Regions from separate parts of the Arachis hypogaea genome. Here region 1 is linked to region 2. A link is a contact called in public Hi-C data. All regions are on one chromosome and are shown on one strand. Each heading gives the region's core, a stretch centred on a gene start, on an enhancer-like site or on the middle of the called end of the contact. The rest is flanking DNA. Distances are from core to core; before and after follow the strand shown.

Region 1 (3,591 bases), core at 845-3,344, 54 kb before region 2:
CCTGAAGCAAGATGGTTTGATCTTTTTAGTAGCAGGTATCGGAAAGGTATTCAATAATTTAAGATTAATCCCATATTCCATTAACCAGGAGAAATAAAAAATCTAGTATAAGATTGGTTTCAATTTTTAGTTTACTCTGAAATTGATTGATGCTTTGTGAATTGGTGCTGCAGTTGTCAGTGTTGGAGCAGCACTTTTCTTGTTTCAGAAGTTTGCTGGAATTAATGCTGTGGTGTATTATTCGACTTCTGTTTTCCGCAGTGCTGGAATTGCTTCTGACATTGCAGCAAGTGCCCTTGTTGGTGCTTAAAATGTCTTCGGTTAGTATCATTATTTTTGTCCTGAAAAACTGGATAATGTGAACAAAGGTGAAGTTATTTCCTGCTGGTGTTTGATTTTGTTGCAGGCACTGTAATCGCTTCGTCCTTGATGGACAAACAAGGAAGGAAAAGTCTCCTTATCACAAGTTTTACCGGAATGGTAATAGTTTTTCTCATCTTATATCTGTCTAAGGCCTAATGCATAAGATTTTGAACACTAGGTTGAATTCTTTTCACTTTTCAGTCACAAATGCCTTTCAACTTGCTACTTCTCAATGAATGATTGTAAAGGTCTAGTTGACTTTTCTGATATTTGATTTTAGTTTTATGCATATAAGCTATTCATGATCTTATGATAAACAATGCATGAAATATCATTGGTGTTTTCTTTCCTAGGCTGTTTCTATGTTGCTTCTTTCTCTGTCTTTCACTTGGAGTGTCCTTGCACCATACTCTGGTACCCTTGCAGTGCTTGGAACTGTCGCGTAAGTATTATTTATTTATTTTTTTAATAACATAATTTCGTTCGACAAAAGACTACTTTATAGTTCATATTATTCCTTTTTCCGCTATTTCTTTTAACAATGATCAATGAACCTTAAACAGCTATGTGTTATCCTTTTCTCTTGGTGCTGGTCCTGTGCCTGCTCTTCTTCTACCTGAGATATTTGCCTCGAGAATCAGAGCTAAAGCGATCTCTTTGTCCTTAGGCACACATTGGGTAAGTAACTTTGCTATGGAAGATTATATCAACTTTAATCACTCCCTTTATGTTGCTGTCAAAATTTTGAATTTTCTTTTCACATTTTTGTTCAGAGGCTAAAAATGCAAGTCTAAAAACCTTAGTGTAGTGAGTGAGAGTTTATACCAATAATCACATGGCTAAGTTGACAAAATGATGAATGAAACAGAACAAGTTTTCTCTATATACTCTAATTACTCCACCTTGCTGTGTTGAGCTTTTTGGTTGAAAAAAAAAAAAAAAAAAAAAGAACAAGTGTTCTCTATGAATTTTTCAAATTATTCCTTACTATATTGAAAGCTAAAACAAGATGAAACTGCATAAGAAGCCATGCCAAACTCAATCACATAGTTCTCTTGTGCTTGATTCTATTTATTATCTTAAAAATACAAAAACCATAAAAAATGTTTTCCTTATTAATGCTAATGATGGATTTTTTTGTCTTCTTCCCTTATCAGATCTCCAACTTTGTGATTGGACTGTATTTCCTAAGTGTTGTAAACAATTTTGGAATCACCAGTGTGTACTTGGGGTTCTCAACTGTGTGTATTCTTGCTGTATTGTACGTATCTGGTAATGTTGTGGAAACAAAGGGTCGTTCATTAGAAGAAATAGAACGTGCTCTTAGCCCTGCATCTTAATAACATCCTTATCAAATGCATATGCATAATCCTAAGTGGTAAGTACTGTGACTTTGACTTTAGATGCGGTTATTGTATCTATCTTATGTTGAGTTAACTTTGAAATATAATCTATAGTTAAATATGGCATAATTCTGTATTTATTAATTATTATATGGAGCACAAATGATAGGAAAAAAGGCTAGAAAGAATTTTCAATTAAGTTCCTATATTTGTTTTCTTTTCAATTAGGTCCCTATATTATATCAGATTTTGTAACTAAGCTCCTGTGACAAAAATATTGAAATTAACGAAATATTCTATTAAACTATATAGATTATTTAGTTAAGTATTAGGCATATTCGTTTTGTTTAATGGAATATTCCGTCAATTTTAGCGTTTTTGTCATATTAGGAACTTAATTACAAAATCTGAAATGGTATAGGGACTCAATTGAAAAAAAAAAGTATAGAGACCTAATTGAAAATTCGGTGAAATTATAGGAACCGACAAAATAATTAAACCTTAAAAGTATAATGCTAAAGAAATTTTTTTTTGGCTAACGTTAGCTAATTTTTATAAAATTTGTTTATCTTAAATTCTAGACCTTAGATTATAAATCTTTAATCTTAAATAATAAATTGTAAACCTAAATCGTAAAATTGACTAACTAAGAAAAGACGTAAGACTTTATCTAGACTTTATATTTATACTGAATGTAAAACATAGACAAATTAAGAAAAGACGTAAGACTTTAGCTTGATTCACGTCAAACTTACCATAATTTTTAGATATTTCTAAGACAAATCAAAATGGAAAAAATAAATAATATTATTGACTTGATGTCTATAATTTCTTCGTCTTAAAATCATGTATATATATGCCAACAATTCGAGTCCAATAATTTAATCCTCACAACTGATTATGAAATTTTAGTATTGAAGAAAATCTATTGATTTTTCTGGTTGATCTCTCTCAATAATTATCACATGGAGCGAAACCCACCATATCATTTTCTCTTCATTATACTTGGCATATCACTAGCAACAATGGCACCATTATTCTTCTACACCTTATACTTCAATTCACAACACTTTATTATATATCCCATGACACTTCCAATATTATTCACAACATTTATGTCATCACCACCTTCATTAGAATTACCAACAAATTATTCACAACCGTTAGATGTAACTACATCACATAATTTCACCAAAGTGTGTGATTTGAATACACCAACAATCATGCACAACATGGACGATGAAGAGTTGTTCCTCAAAGCAAGTATGGTCCAAGGAATCCAAGATTATTTTCCTAAGAACAAAGCTAATATTGTTCCAAAGGTGGCATTCATGTTCTTGGTGAAAGGTGCATTGCCATTAGCACCATTGTGGGAGAGATTCTTCAAAGGACACAAAGGGTTCTACTCCATTTACTTGCATCAACATCCTTCTTTCAATGAAACCTTGCCTCCGGATTCTGTTTTCTTTGGAAGAAAATTCCCTAGCAAGGTTAGTTTTATTTTTTTAATATTTGCATGCATTAAATTATAGAGGAACAATGGGTTTTTTTTTTAACAATGTAAATAATAAGTAAAAAAAATTAATTTTAAATTAATTAAATATAATTTTAGTTAGTGAATCTGAAATGCAGCCTATTATTCACGTTATTCGCATCTTTTATTGTTCACCTAACTACTATTGTTTAATTGTTTCTGAGATTCTTGTCCTTATTGTTTTTCGTACATCATTAAAAATGAATTTAGTTAATATGTATTCTAAAAATACATATTAAATAATAGTTGAAATTTTTAAATATTTTATTTGATAATATTAAAAACTTAAATTTATATATTTTTTATAAAAAGATTTCAATGGATAATCTTAAATGACATATATTAGCATTA
Region 2 (3,637 bases), core at 764-3,263:
TTCCTATGGACAGTCACTTTTAAGAAATCTCGCTCCATGGGAGGAGCCCCACTGTCAAGTTGCAATGCTGCAAAGTCCTCCAACAGGGACAGTGTGAAAACTGAGAAGCAGAGCGCCAATGATTTAGATCCAGAATCCAATAGATCTGCAGATAGTATTGCACACACCTTCCCGTTGCCAAGGTCAACAAGATTGACTCTGGCCATATCTGTTATCCAGGGTTGAAAACCCTCAAAAAACACATCAAGGCATTGATATAATGCGACGCGGCCATTCTGGTGGTTAACCAAAATGGCAAACACCTTCTCCAAAGGTGTGTTAAGAGGAAATCCCCCCAAATACTTATCATCGGTAAGGCAAACGGTGTAGTTGTTGCTGCTGCCAAGACCCAGAAGGGGCACAGAGATTTGTGGGGGATAAGTAGCACGATAGGAGCCAGTTTCAAGGCCACGATTGTATCTATCATTTATGAATTTCGAAAGATTGTTATCAGAGTCGGGTTCAACTGTCCAAGTCTCTTTTATGGGGTCGAAGTGGGCCAAATAGGAGTCTATCCCCCTCCCCGTGAACGATGAAAGAAAGACGGTGTTGTGGAGGACGAACATGACTAAGTCGGTACCTCTTTGGCTGTAGTCCGGAGGAGGGTTTAACGGTTTCCAAACTCTAGAACCGGGACAAAGAACGTAAAATCCAGAATCTATGAACCGTGGATTTATATAGAAGTAAACATGGCCTGAGACTGGCGTGTTTGCGATGAATGACCAGCAAAGAGGGGCGGGCGCACCATCCAGTGATTCCGCAAGCTCAATTCTGCGCTCCTCAAATTTGAATTCGTAGATTCGCCAGCAGCCGGGTTTCTTTGTGAGATTCTGACGCGGTGCTGCGGACGGCGCCATATAGATCTTGGAGTCGAACTCGAAAGGACACAAATCACGCTCTGGAAGTTGCAAAGAGAACTCGATCTTTGGTGGCGGAAGCAAATAAGTCCAATCTTTGACATCATCGTCTTGTTTCTTTAAATTGCTTAGTTTGATCACGAACAACTCTTCATAAGTAACAAGGCAAAGGCATGCTTCCTCCGCCATTTCAACCTGCTCCGTTTTTCGTTTTTTTCGCTCAGCTGCATCCAATTCCGCCATCACTCTCTCTGATCGAACAACGAGATCACGACTGTGCGGTGGTGCTGCGGCAGCAAAAAGCTAGAATTAGGGTAAAGTACTGAAGAGTTAAAGGAGAAAGAAAGAAGGGGCTGTTGGCGGCGAGCCACTAGGGACTTCGTTGCATGCGTTAGACGCTTCAGTGCTTCTCAGTTACGATTAGGACTTGAAAAAAAAAAAAATTGCACCGTGAAAAAAGGTGCATATGAGTAATTAATTTTAAAAGAGTGACAGATTAGTAAAAGAAAGCCAAGTATACTTTCTCTATACCGAATGAAATCAAATATTTATCTATTTCATCTGAATTTATGTCTTAACATTTGAATAAATATTTAAAAAATATATAAAAAATTTAGAGCAAAAATTAATTTTTAGATATTTTATTTTTTTAAAAAAATTTAAAAATTCACTTAACATAAAATAACTAAATTTAAAAAATTATTTAATAATATTTATAAAAACTTTTATTAAAATTTTTCCTCTAAAACCTTTTATTTTAAATATATATATAATATTTCGAGAATTTATTTGTTGTTATTATTTTTTGGAGTTATTTTGTCAATCACATCAATTTTTAGTAGTTTATTTTTTTTTCTTGTTCTAATATCTAGCACTGTTTTTTTTTTTTTTTTGTTTCCCACAGTATCCCCTAACCCGGCAGGTCAAGGACTAATCCGTCGCGGTACTGAGCTCCATTTAAGGGTTTGCCGCTGGCCAATGAGTTGCTGTATGCACAAGGCGGATTCGAACCCCCGACACTTGCTTAAGCGGACTAGTGAGCTAACCACTAGACCAACCCAACTTGGCTAATATCTAGCACTGTTATACCCACAGATATGCAGCTCAATCATGTAATCCATACTCACAAATATGAAGCCCAATCCTATATAGACTCTAAATAGTGTAAAATGTAAGATATAGATGAGCCCAGAAGATATTCATTGACAAAAATAAAAGGTGGTCTGAAAAGGTAAGAGAAACGAAACTGCATGCTCCTTTAAAATGACCTTAAAAGGTAACAACAAACAAATAACTAGTCTTGAACTTTTATTTTTTTTATAACCTTATAAAAAAATTTCTAACTTAATTAGCAAATTATTCTTTTAACTCTGAAACATTAATATAATTAATAAAAAATTAAAATTTATTTAATTAACAAAAAAATGTGACACTCCTTATTTACTAAGGAGCATTTATGGGCATCCAAAAAGCCAGAATCCATCCTATGACAAAATCATCACTGCACAATGAGCATAAATCACAAATATTTTTGCAATATAAGTCCCTCTCAATAGTGGCCTTTCAATGAATAAGGTAACTAAATTGAACTCTGGGTATAGATAGTTCTGGTAATATACTCAGTCAATATATTATTGTCTTGCAAATTCACAAATATGTATATGTAAAAACTTATTAAATATTTACTAATAATAATACAACTGAAAAAGGGGTACCTAAAAGGAATTAGTTTGAGGTACGTTACAAGAACCAAAAAATTACAGAGGGATGCCGCATCATTCAGTAAATAACATTTCTTTTCAGCTGTGAAAGCATGATCATCAGATATTTTTAGCTCAGACTATGATTTGGTACAACATTAGCATCAATGAACTCAGAGAGAAGGCCTAGAGAAGTTAATCAACCTGCCAGATGAATAGCAATAACTACCATATTAATTTCAATAAATAAAAGAAAATAAACCTCCAATCTCATGTTTGTAGGACAAAGTAGCCCCTTGCCATTGAAAATTGACAAATTCGTCCATCAACATTCCCTGATTAGATCCTTCAACATTATGGAAAAGTTAACATTTTAATCCTTCCATACATGCATAGATTTTGTATCGAAAGACTAATTCGACACCCTTTTTAAGAATGGTTTAGGGTTGAATTTTCATTTTCAAACTCTGAGGAACAATTTTACCATAGCCTCAACTGCAGATTTATGTTTATGTTAGTACTACAAGAAACTAGAGGAAATTTACCTGTGGTATATTTAATTTATTTTGTATTCATTGATACGCATCCATTTGGTGCACGACCATTTATCACCCTTAATCACTGGACAACCACCTAGAAAAAATTGTTGTATAGAAACAAAGAAGCTTGTAGTTGTTAGTTTATCTTCTACAAAAGAGAAAGCTTGTTGATAAAACTAGCAGCTCAATAATACTTGGAATTAATTGCATTTTATCCTCTGAACTTTGTTGATTTACAAATCAACCTTCCAAACTTCCTTAATGTGACAATTTTCTAACAAAAGTTGAATAACATGAAAAGTTCAGGGAAGGCATTTCCAGATAACCAAAAGTTCAAACGGGTATATATAGTGCACTTATTTTGAGCAAAATCCACATTTAGGAAAGTTTAAGGAATTGATTTGCACATTAGGGACTAAAGTAAACATAGGATAAATTTAAGGGAATAAAGTGTAATTAACCATAATAATTAATCCTTACAATGATGACCGTGATGATAACA

Evidence for each region. Hi-C and Micro-C count contacts between places; a contact is called where the count stands out from the background.
Region 1: a contact with region 2 is called in a Hi-C map of leaf, with 2.7 times the contacts expected there. The contact joins the promoter of LOC112736205 here to the enhancer-like site in region 2. A contact is called at or near these places in 2 of 8 Hi-C or Micro-C datasets (leaf and an unstated tissue).

Annotation. Positions count from the first base shown.
Region 1 is chr13:451,566-455,156 of arahy.Tifrunner.gnm2.J5K5, reverse strand. LOC112736205 (glycosyltransferase BC10) reads left to right here and starts at 2,094. Exons shown (of 2, transcript XM_025785561.3): 1 at 2,094-3,196. The coding sequence starts at 2,672. It also overlaps the pseudogene LOC112736208.
Region 2 is chr13:397,362-400,998 of arahy.Tifrunner.gnm2.J5K5, reverse strand. LOC112736203 (probable prolyl 4-hydroxylase 10) reads right to left here. Exons shown (of 8, transcript XM_025785558.3): 7 at 3,142-3,229; 8 at 2,502-2,800. The coding sequence ends at 3,153. Among protein-coding and RNA genes, the nearest start is that of LOC112736203, 4.3 kb to the right of the region's middle. Within about 2 kb of position 2,013, at least 2 of the 3 cell types and tissues checked have open chromatin away from gene starts, as enhancers often do.